Regions from separate parts of the Mus musculus genome. Here all the other regions are linked to region 2. A link is a contact called in public Hi-C data. All regions are on one chromosome and are shown on one strand. The core of a region is the stretch at or near the end of the contact, and the rest is flanking DNA. Distances in the headings are between cores, read along the strand shown. Region 1 overlaps Ppp2r3a (protein phosphatase 2, regulatory subunit B'', alpha). Region 2 has its middle 290 kb from the start of Gm31326. Region 3 overlaps Ephb1 (Eph receptor B1). Region 4 overlaps Ephb1 (Eph receptor B1).

What was found. A called contact is a pair of places that touch in the nucleus more often than the background predicts.
Region 1: a contact with region 2 is called in a Hi-C map of cortical neurons, with 4 times the contacts expected there. The contact joins two enhancer-like sites. A contact is called at or near these places in 21 of 484 Hi-C or Micro-C datasets (adipose-derived mesenchymal stem cells, cerebellar granule neurons, cerebellum and 13 more) and 3 of 115 datasets of contacts at active chromatin or transcription factors (astrocytes, embryonic forebrain and forebrain).
Region 3: a Hi-C map of cortical neurons shows a contact between it and region 2, with 2.7 times the contacts expected there. The contact joins two enhancer-like sites. A contact is called at or near these places in 3 of 484 Hi-C or Micro-C datasets (cerebral cortex and cortical neurons) and 2 of 115 datasets of contacts at active chromatin or transcription factors (embryonic basal ganglia and embryonic midbrain).
Region 4: a Hi-C map of cerebellum shows a contact between it and region 2, with 4 times the contacts expected there. The contact joins two enhancer-like sites. A contact is called at or near these places in 3 of 484 Hi-C or Micro-C datasets (cerebellar granule neurons, cerebellum and uterus) and 3 of 115 datasets of contacts at active chromatin or transcription factors (astrocytes, embryonic basal ganglia and embryonic midbrain).

Annotation. Positions count from the first base shown.
Region 1 is chr9:101,179,113-101,181,812 of GRCm38.p6, forward strand. Ppp2r3a (protein phosphatase 2, regulatory subunit B'', alpha) reads right to left here. Exons shown (of 14, transcript NM_001161362.3): 5 at 1,223-1,325. Among named protein-coding and RNA genes, the nearest start is that of Gm24338, 42 kb to the right of the region's middle. Within about 2 kb of position 1,324, at least 33 of the 459 cell types and tissues checked have an H3K27ac peak or open chromatin away from gene starts, as enhancers often do. A contact at or near this core is called in cortical neurons and stem cell-derived neural stem cells, where this site is marked.
Region 2 is chr9:101,688,649-101,691,543 of GRCm38.p6, forward strand. No RefSeq gene overlaps it. Among named protein-coding and RNA genes, the nearest start is that of Gm31326, 290 kb to the right of the region's middle. Within about 2 kb of position 1,618, at least 37 of the 459 cell types and tissues checked have an H3K27ac peak or open chromatin away from gene starts, as enhancers often do. A contact at or near this core is called in cerebellum, cortical neurons and stem cell-derived neural stem cells, where this site is marked.
Region 3 is chr9:102,136,941-102,139,640 of GRCm38.p6, forward strand. All of the region lies in intron 3 of Ephb1 (Eph receptor B1), which reads right to left. Among named protein-coding and RNA genes, the nearest start is that of Gm31233, 72 kb to the right of the region's middle. Within about 2 kb of position 1,396, at least 14 of the 459 cell types and tissues checked have an H3K27ac peak or open chromatin away from gene starts, as enhancers often do. A contact at or near this core is called in cortical neurons, where this site is marked.
Region 4 is chr9:102,182,634-102,185,337 of GRCm38.p6, forward strand. The region is part of intron 3 of Ephb1 (Eph receptor B1); the gene reads right to left. Among named protein-coding and RNA genes, the nearest start is that of Gm31233, 26 kb to the right of the region's middle. Within about 2 kb of position 1,453, at least 5 of the 459 cell types and tissues checked have an H3K27ac peak or open chromatin away from gene starts, as enhancers often do. A contact at or near this core is called in cerebellum, where this site is marked.

The DNA.
Region 1 (2,700 bases), core at 74-2,573, 510 kb before region 2:
TAAATGATTCCTAGGCTGGAAAGCTCTGATACGCAGGCTTTGTGTCTTGTTTTTCTCGCCTACACATGCTTTCTTTTTACTGTGCTCCTGCCTACCTTTATGGGCTAGTGGCAACTGTCCTTGCAAACCTCAGTATAATTGATTCAAGTTTCCATTCTCTTATTTCATCATTCATCCACTGGTTTCTTGAGACAGCTCTTGGTATTTTAATAGTGTAGGTTATATCCTCTTGCTGTCTCCAGTGCTAGGATTACAGGCAGGCACGAGCAAGCACCATCATGCACAGCTCTTTTTCCTATTCTAATCTTCTGTTACAAATAGATCTTAGTGGGAAATCAGAGAGCCATTTAGATATGTGCGTAAACCAAAGAGTCAGGATTCACCGAACTCCCAGACTACAGAGTTCGTGACAGTTATTCTGATTATTTCATAGCCTTTTCTTGTTTCTGACCAGATTCTTTAAAGATTTCCATACAACATTATTTTGATTATATTCTTTCTCAACTTTGATCCTCAACTTTGTTTTTCTCATTCTTAGAAACAAACAACAAGAAAACATCCCGTCCTGGTCCCCCTACCCCCCTCGCAACCTAGTTCATTTTATGTTGGCCAACTCTTCCAAACTCTTCCAATGAGGTTTGCCCTGGAGAACTGTTGATACACCCAGGATCACTCCATTAAGAAAACTGATTTTATCTCTTCCAAATACTATCAGTTCCTGCTAGGTTCTTAACGATGGCTGATGTTAAATTCTACAGTTTCCTGAGATGCTCCATGCTTACCGCGACTGGCTAGGGAGGAGGCTGGATACAGTGGAAACAGCCCTGCTTTGTCCATTTTATACTGAGTTTTGTTTTAGATTCCATCTAACAAGATTTTTTTACTACTAAAACAATTTGAAAACCATTCTTAACAATCTGGCTTCTAGATGTATGTAGCTCAGTTGCATAGTTACACTTTAAAATGAAAAATTATAGTTATACTTTACAAGTATAGATATACTTTAAAATGAAAAAAAATCACCATAAGGTATATGGTGGTATATACCTTAATCCTAGCATTTGGGATTAAGAGTTTGATGTTAGCACTGGCTATACAGTAAGACGCCGTTATTAACAAACAAAAAATTTCAGAAACAACCAGCCAAAGAAACAAACAAAAAACCCCCTTTCATACTCCAAAAATAAATTCCATTTTTAAAAGGTACAAAAAAAAATATCACCTGAAGTAAAGGGATAAAATCCTCTTGTTCTAGATAGCTGCAGCTGGGCTTTGCCAGAAGCCAGATGAACTTGGCAGCATCGTCATGACGGTTACTTAGCAACCTACAAAAGAAACACTGGTTAGGAAGATCTGGTGCTCAGAACATACAATGACTACACACTTACAGGCTGGTAATTTTAGGCTGACTTGGGTGCTATTTAGATTAAGAATCAAATGTTCTTTGTCTTTTCATTTTCAGTGCTGGGAATTAAAGGGTAAGCTTTGTGCAAGTCCCCTACTACTGTTACCCCTGACCATGGCTTCCATGCTTCTGGTTTTTGTCAAAGGAGTGTCAATTACAGGATGGTGAACTTTTCTTCTGGGATGTTTTTGAGACCGAGACCATGGGGTGAAACTAACTGATAAAGGTAAATGTGTTATTAGGGAGAAGGCTCATTCAGTTAAGCCTCACGGGGCTTTAAACTCTGACTTTTAAAGAACAAGCTTCGGGACGAAGCCCTCTGTCACGTGTTCTGACTTTCTAGAATTCCTCACCTCCAACCATAGTTCCATAGACCCTGACAGAAAAGTCAAAGCACTGAAAAAGCAAAACAACTACTTTTTCCTGGACTTTGTTTTTTATGTTTGTTAGTTTTTGTAAAAATGGTGGTGCTAAGCCAGGCAGAGGTGGCACATGACTTTAATGCCAACACTTGGGAGGCAGAACTAGGGCAATCTTGGTGAGTTTGAGGCCAGCCTGGACTACAGAACTAGTTCCAGGACAGCTAGTTCCAGGACAGAAACCGTGTCTTGAAAACAAAACCCAGAACAATAACAATAGGGAAAAGGGTGCTACTCAGACTTTGTTTTCTGGGTTTGAAACTTTGGGGTCATTTAATTTTTTCTTATCATCTATATCTAATTATTAACTCCAGATTTTCTGATTTTCCTTCATTAATCAAATTGATTATTGAATGCAAACTGTATGTCAGGTATTTTATCTGGCCTTGAATGGGTTTGGATAAAAGAAAATGAGATAGTTTTATTCCCTATAAGGAATGTACAGTTCAGTGTTTGGTTTCCAACAGAATCATACGACTGTGGAACCACTGCGGTATTGAGTAATGAGTACAGCTGTCATGAAAGCACAGAGCAGGCCCGTGAGATTTCCAGCAGAGAAAAATAGGAAAGAAAGAAGTGTTGTGGTGAGGAGGGCCGCATGCACAGATGCCTGGTGAGAGAGTCATTACAGCGTCTGGGCAACACCCAGTGCAGAGCTCGTAAGAGGAGGGGAGAATTTAAGGTGCTTGTTCTAAATCCAGCCCAAAGGCACTCTGACAGCAGGGAAATGATTTCCTTATGCTTAGGACTTCACTATTCAACTTCAAATTCTATACAGCTCTCACTAACAGAGTAAGCCAGGATGCATGTGTCTATGTCAAAATATTGTAATTCTATATTATCACCTTCTAGTTATTCTTTGTGCTTGAATACTTT
Region 2 (2,895 bases), core at 368-2,867:
ATGCTCACCCCTTCCATCCTCTCTTCCCTGGTTTCTCAGAATCTCAGGTTGTCGGGCTTAGCAGCAAGCATCCTTACCCAATGAGCCATCTCACTGGACCTCTCCCTTCTTTTCTCAACCTTTGTAAAATATACAACCACCAACGGAACACTAGTGGAGAGAAGATTGGCTTGAGAATCAAGACAGTCAATTTTCAAGTGTTCTGCTATGTTGTAGCATTGTGACTTTGAAGAGTTGATCCTACCTGGGCTTATTTCCTGTTCTGTGAAAGTAGAGACCAGGCAATTCCAGAGCCCACCTTGAGTTATAGAAGCTGCACAGACTCTCTGGAGCACAACTGTCCAATGGCCATTTATCATGTCTGTGTCCCAAGCTCACAGGAGGCACCTAAATCTGAGAATACTCACAAATAGTCCAAGAAGGGATTTCCCCCCTCCCCCCAAAGTCAGCAAACCAAATTCCCTAGCTAGATTCTGCTGAGTCCCAGCTTCCAAACCTCAAGCACAACCTTCTAGGCGATCGATTTCCACAGAAGCAGTCAAGCCGGTGAGTGAGAGCTTCTGGAAGGTACTTGAGAACTCGGCGGGGGGAGGGGGTGTTTCTAGCCAGTTCCTAGTGTATTATGGGCCCTCAGTTAATACTCATCGAAGTTTCATTGACATTTGATGAGATGGATGAACCATACAATATGTCAATAAAGTTAAGTATTACCCTAACCACATTCTTAAAGTTATTAAAAGTGTCAAGGGCAGGGTGATTTATTTCTTCATTCTATGGAAACATTGCAAAAACACTATGTCTAAAAAAACGCGCAGAGCTTAAATGATAATGATTTATCTTTCTGGTTCCCCTCAGCATTTAGTGTCAGAGACCATTTCTGATGCCATTGTCTCTTGAAGGTCTTTGGCCATTTGACACCATTTTTTTAAGAGCTTTGGGAGATTGCTGTCTGGACTAGAGGCTCAGAAGCTGATGTAAATTCAGTCCCTAGCCACCTCCTGTCTGCAGCTGATCTCTGGCAGCTGCCTAAGTGTGACCCTTTACATTTGATGCCATTGCCCTTGAGTAATGGGTACTTTAGTGTGTGTGCCTGTGGGGGTAGGGGAGCTGACCAAAGCTCAGACCCCGAGTGAAGAGATGAAAACCATAGCTTCCCCCCTCTGACATAGTATGTCTCTTGGGAGGTTATAAACACCAGTGACCGCTGTAGCTGGAATTATCTGCTCTGGGAATTTGTGGTCACTGTGAAATCATTTGGCATATTCAGGTATGCAGTGGGGATCCTGGGGTGACCAGCCTTGGGTTCCCAGGGTAGCTTGGCCACAGGACTCCAAGGGCATGAGAATCCTGAGCCTCAATGTGTGCCTTTCAACATCTAAGATGCACATGCCAGGGGCACAGAGCCTGTACAGATGCTATCTAGCAGCACGTTCAGAGAAAAACCTGGAAAACCCTATTTTACTGCCCAAATTAACAATGTGATTAAAAACCACGTGCAAAATGACAACAGCTGAAACAATAACCAACCTTTCAGCCTTGCAGCTTTAGGGAAGGCTAAACCCATAAGTCCCCCTCCACAGCTGCTCACAGGCGCCCCCTCTTTCAAGGAGCCTGCTTTCTGAAAGCTTCAACCAAAGGCTTTGTGTGAACCCTCCTGCCTACTTCAGCATCTGCCAGGACTCTCCACGGTCTGTTCCGTTCTTGGCCTCGAGGGGGCACCAGAGCTTGCACATAGCGAGGTGGCGGCTCGGCTCCTTGAGACAAAAGAGTTGGATTTTGGATGCCAATTTGTCTTAACATTGTATATAAGGTCTGTCTCAAGCTGAGGAGGCCATATACAGACCCGAATCGGGATGAGCATTTTTCTGGCTGTTCTGTTACTTAGCCAGGGGATGCTGGTGGTCTACAAAACAAACTGGGCTGCTTTTTGCGTGGCAACGTCCACCCTATCCAGGTGAGCGCCTGGGAGAAGGGGTCCTTAGAATAAGATCTTTTAAGGCAAGCGGCTTCTCCTCACTTCGCCCCTTGCCGTGTAGGAGCCGCCTTCAGCAATGAAACAAAAGGTCCCGGAGAACCGAGATAGGGAAGACCAGGAGAGGTAAGCAACAGGAAGAAAAGAAAGGATGCTCGCTAAGGGCAAAATCAAGGAGACAGAGAGAAGCTAATATATGGTGATTGTTTTAAGCATTGTTATGGGTTTTTGGAGTAAAACACAATTTGTAGGAAGCAAACTTCCCCAAATGTGAGTACTTAATAAAGAAGAAAACAGAAGGATTGATAATGGAAATTAGGCTAATGAATAAACAAGCTGCTTAAAAAATGGGCTCCTCTCGCAGTCCGTTATTTTTAACTTAGTGACAATTTGCATACTAGTTAATTTGCATATATTAAATACTGCTCCCCTTCTCCTTCCCACCTCCTCCACTTCAGAATAACATTTCATTACGGTGCTGCTGGGCCTGAGGACTCGTAGGCTCCAGAGAGTTTATTAATTTATCCAACACATGCTGTGTACATTTTTATCACTCGCTGCACAGTGGACCTGGTATCTTTGAAGTCATTAACAAGACAGGGGTGTTCTGCTCGAGGTATTCAAAAAGACAGCCGAGAAAAGCCAGCCTGCAAAGAAGGGGGAAAATAATGTACCAGCAGAACAGGGGAAGATCATGTTTGGCATCTGCCCTTTCTAGGAAGACAAAACTGAGCAACGGATGGTTCCCTCATCTGTATCGGGAAGCCTCCAGATTGCTTCTCTTGCTTATTTATTTTAATTTCTAGAAAAGGAATAGAACTGTTACCCACTGGGTCACAGGCACCTCCAAAGAACTAGCTACACATGGCGTTTCTCCTGGTATGGTCCATCTGGACACATGGCTCTTGGGGACCCTCCAGCCC
Region 3 (2,700 bases), core at 146-2,645, 450 kb after region 2:
TCTCCTACATATTGCCTTGGATCCAATGGGGAAAAAATTCTAGGTGTGACTTCATGTCTCCAGAGGCCATGCCCACCTGGGACACTGCTTATGCTGGAGGGAAGTAACACATGCAGCCCACTTAATGGCTTTGATGGTGAAGCCACTGACAGGGACATCACTGTGAATGTGAGATCAGAGTCTGCTGGATATGTTGGGAGAGTCTGAGGTCTTTTGTGAAGCTGGGAAGATATCGCAGAAGACAGGGGTCCTTTAAGAAGTGGAGCTGGGTGTGGTTATGCTTTGCAATCTCATCATTTGGGAGGCAGAGGCAGAAGCATCACCACACTTTTAGAGCTAGCCTATATGGTAACTTTCAGGTCAGCTGATGAAAGAGGGAGAAACCCTGTTGCAAAACATAAACAATAAATAAACAAAGGAGGGTGGGGATTGTTGTGAGCCCAGAAGAGGAAGGAGGTAACATTCGAGCTTATCTTTGAAAGGGGAAGGCAAAGATGGGGAAAGGCAAAAACTAAATAATCTCACAGCATCAGCAAGGTCCCAGAGGAGGAGGAGGAGGAGGAGGAGGAGGAAGAGGAGGAGGCAGCCACCCTGAGCATCCTGTCCAGGAAAAACCCTAGAGGTTAGCCCTTGCTCAATGTCCCCAGGACAGTACCATATGCTTCCCTGGACACTCAGCAGAACTGTACCTTGAAATAGCTGTGCTGCAGTGGGTCTAAGAGAGCCAGAGTATGGAAGATAGGGTGACAGCCAGCTTCCTTTGGAATCTAAGCCCCTGGGGACCTGCGTAAGAGGTAGGCACTCACCTGAACATCAAAGAATTGCCCACTCTCATGACTCAGGCTGAGCACCGTCTCCTCTATCACTGTTTCTCATGCTCTCCCGTCCTCTCTGGGGATCTCAAGACACCTACCTCAAAGCCTAGGCTTCAGGTCCTCAAGTAAATGTACCTGTGTCCTTGGCATTCACATCAATGGTAGTGACCAAGCCCAGTAAAGGACCTAAATGCATATGGATGTATAATGGTTCCCACTGGGCCCCTCCCTCCACCTCTCCATTTTTAATCTCCTCTACCATTTCATCTAATAAACATCGATGAACTGACACAGCAGACGAGGCCCTGTGGCAAACATCTGGAAATGTCACAATGAAGATACTGTCCTTGACCCTAGTGTATTCAGCTTCCAAAGGCTGGGACAGAAAACAAAAAAGACTAGTAAGTATCTAAGTGGCAGGTGCCTTGCCAACACCACTGAGACCATCCTAGGTAGGGGGTAGGGTTCTATAGAAAGGAGAGAGTAGACAGAAAATGATGTGGAATTCTACCAGTCATGTCAGACCTCCTCTGTTCCCCTATCTCCAGCACTCAAGTGATGAGCTTCCAAAACAGGTGCTAAGCTGGGAGCACAGAGCCAACAAGCCCAGCCAAACAAAGCTCTCTATGGTTCCCCTGCCTACTCTGCTACATAAGCACCTGAATTTAAGATTCATCAGAGGGCTCTGGCTGCCTGGGAAATAATGATTTATTCTGTTTCACTATACATGTGCACACACTCACACACACACACACACACACACACACACACACACACACACACATACTATTTGTAATCTTTTGTTCTTACACATTTAATTACCTTAGGATAAATCTGATTTTGCCACTTGGAAAAAAAATCCTCTCTTTTGTTTTCCTTTAATTTCCCTTCCTTTCACGTTACATTTGACAAACTTAGGAGAGACAACCATGACAGATGAGCACAGAGGGGTGGGAAGCCAAGAAGCTGCCGGGCCGGCGCAGGCGGGCAGGATGACGCAGGCCCTCGGCACCCACACTGTGTTATAAATTAGGAGAAGTGCCCTGTACTTATATTTAATTCAATAACAAATACTGGCTCACATAAAAATAACTTGTTTTCATTCTGGGAGGGTGAGGCCTAAATTTAAACAATCTTTCCCATTCTGCCTGAGGAAGGAGGCTGCCAATTCTGCCTCCTTGTCTCCTGTTAATTTCCAGATGATGCTTAGAGACAGAAAGGATGCTGTTTGGGAGTGAGAGTGGGGGCGGAAGCAAAGGCCACTGGGAAGGCAGTATGGGAATCTCTGGAGGAAGAGAATCCTCCTGGCCAGCCTCCTAAGAGATGAGTCTGTCAGGCATCTATAAGGGAAGTGTCCAACCAGAGAAGAGAGGCTTTGCTGAGGGGCAATGAAAGTCATATTTTGATTTTGGAGAATGAGAAATACAATATTCTTAAGGCATGGGAGGCTATGCAGCCTGGGCCTCAGTAGCCATGACAGTGTGCCTGTCTGACTGGGCTAGCTTGGGCCATGCACAAGGCAACCGGCTACTGGCTTGATCTTGCTTCTTACACCACAGGATTGGTGGTGGCTTTCATCAGCCTTGGTCCTCTCTCAGCTGGATCCATTGCCAAGTGTACTTGGCACCCACCAGTCAGAGCACTGGTGGGTGTTGTCATGTGTCCCATTACGTCATTTAAGCCACTGATGCCCTGATCCATGAGTGAACCTCAAGCCACACTGGGCTTTCTAATGCCTGTTTAATTGTAAGACATCATCCGGAGTTTGCACTTTTATTCGTCATATCTGTGGTTTATTGAAAATGGACTCTTAGCCAAGAGCATTTCAAAGTGACCAGGTCAGGTGTTACCTCTTCAGAAAGCTCTTCCTTGATCGTTCTCTAAA
Region 4 (2,704 bases), core at 203-2,702, 490 kb after region 2:
AAACACTCCTGTCTTAGTCAGGGTTTCTATTCCTGTACAAACATCATGACCAAGAAGCAAGTTGGGGAGGAAAGGGTTTATTCGGCTTACACTTCCATACTGCTGTTCATCACCAAAGGAAGTCAGGACTGGAACTCAGGCAGGTCAGAAAGCAGGAGCTGATGCAGAAGCCATGGAGGGATGTTCTTTACTGGCTTGCTTCCTCTGGCTTGCTCAGCCTGCTCTCTTATAGAACCCAAGACTACCAGCCCAGAGATGGCCCCACCCACAAGGGGCCTTTCCCCCTTGATCACTAATTGAGAAAATGTCTTACAGTTGGATCTCATGGAGGCATTTCCTCAACTGAAGCTCCTTTCTCTGTGATAACTCCAGCTGTGTCAAGTTGACACAAAACTAGCCAGTACAACTCCCCAACAATGGCTTTCATCAGCGACGACAACTCTTAGGGAAGCAGGGAAGCTGGGTTGGCAGGCAGAAATGCCATGGGAGAAGGGCAGCATGGACATGCAAGACAGATCAGTGACTCCCAACCATTTGAGTCACATACAACAGCCAATGGCTTGGCTTCTAGCTCTTAACTTGTGGCTGACAGATTTGAAAGACGCAATGGAGAGATGAGAAGAACTCTTATCAAGAAAAATCAGGGATGTGGTTAGAGAAGCTGAACGAAACATCATGTAAGCCAGAAAAATAGAACAGAGCACTGGGGCATTCTAGAGAGATGCTTTTAAAGTTAAAAAAAAAAAACAGTAAGAAATTTAATTAATGAAATTATTATGAACATGTATGTTATATATTAATTATTTTGATGACAAAATCATTCTTATAATATTTGCAATTGATTTCCATGATAGGCATTGATTTCCTATATTTTACTATGTTAAGGAATTAATTTTGTAAATGGAAATTCAAATCTGAACAGTTTCCCAGAGGCGGGAGGAGGGGCGAGATTGATAATAAAACAAGGAACAGAGATAGAAATTGGTTTATGAAAAACTCTACCAGTGAGAAGCTTTCTCTGTTTTCTCTTTGGAATCAATCTAGAAAGAAGACAGGCGAGGGCGGGGCGATCAGGCTAAAGAAAAGAAATGGAAAGAAAGATTCGGCTGCAGTTAGCAAGGGGAAAGGCAAGCAGAGCCAATGAGGAGAGGAAAGAGCTCCAAGTCACAGGGGCCTCCACACTGAGAGGAGTGCAGGCATGTGTGTGACAGACCCGGAAACCAAATGCCGACCCCCAAATCGCCTAACTCCCAGAACAGGCAAATTTTGCCAAGCTCATGATTTGGCAGAGTTTTCACATATTCCATGTAACTTCCACACGCCGCCCCATCCGTCTCTCGCAGAGAACAGACTGTCGTTTTCCACTTGAAATGCACACGTTGCACTGACCTTATGTCCTCTGTCAGGCTGATATGTTATCGCCAGCTTCTAGGGAAAGGCTTTCATAACGGATGCGCTCCCGGCCGTTCCGCTGGGTTCTTTCTGCTTGTTTGTGCACAACGTGTCGCTGTATTGAACAACAGACAGACAAGGCCTCTGCCATCACTGGTAACTGTCTCCATCTGCCTCTGCCATCTTCAGTCCAAAAATGCCTGCCTGGGGCCCTGTTCTTGGTTCTTCCGAGTCCCCACTGCTCCCTGAGGCTGGGATACTTTCTTCAGCTTTCTCTCAATGAAGGGTCCCACCTTCTCTCCAGCCAGCACCCTCCGTTTACGCGTTTTTGCTTTGGATGTGTTTTGCTTTCACTTGACAGATGGCCACTGCCTATTAGAGTTTGTGAGGACAGGAAGAAACTGTGAGCTGGGTATAGGTATATGGCAGGGCACTCTGAGCAGTGACTTGTGGCCACTCTGTAGATCTCCTGGTGCATTTGTAGCCCACAGGAAAGAAGCATTATCCAGGAGATCCCCAGGTGCAGAACAGACTCTCAGCACCTCAGTGGAAGCTTCTATCCGAAGCCACCACCCACAAGTCGAAAACCCTCTAGTAAGTGAATCTTAGCTCTTCTCCGGCTAGGAGGAGTTACAAGCAACAGACCCCAGTGCCTAGAGTCCTGTGCTATATATACATGAGCCTGGGAAAGCTACCGAGCTTCTCTGTCTTCCAGCGTCACTACCACATGCATCAAAGAGCAACTAAGGATTTATGAGATCAAGTCACAAGAGAATATGGCGATGTACCTAGCTCACTGTCCTGAGTCCACAACACAGCCACGCTATGGTAGCGTTTCAGCAGAGTCAACGCAGAAAAGTGTGCTGCATACCAAAGACAGAGCCACCAGAATGAAAACACAAGACAATACTGAAGTGAGTTTATATACTGGCCCTCCTCAGTGGGGCAAAGTAGATAGTCAGCTAGCCTTTCAAGCATATACTATGAATGCATTAATCTTTACCTTATTTATTTTTATTGTGTGTGAGGGCCAGAGTGCACAGGTCATAGTGTATGTGTGAAGTCTCTTTCTCTCCTTTCCTCATGGGATTAGAGGATTAAACAAAGGTCCTTCAGCAGAGATCTTTTTTAACCTGCTGAGCCCTACTGTTATTGCTGGCACCATGCTGGAAATTTGTTTTATTATTTTCATCTATTGTTCCTCTTTACAATATTCTGTTTACTTTAAAATATAAGTACATTTACTTTTTTTTTAAAGGGGGAGTTGAGAAAGAGAAGGAAATAGGAAGGGACAATAGAAGTGAGGAGGAAG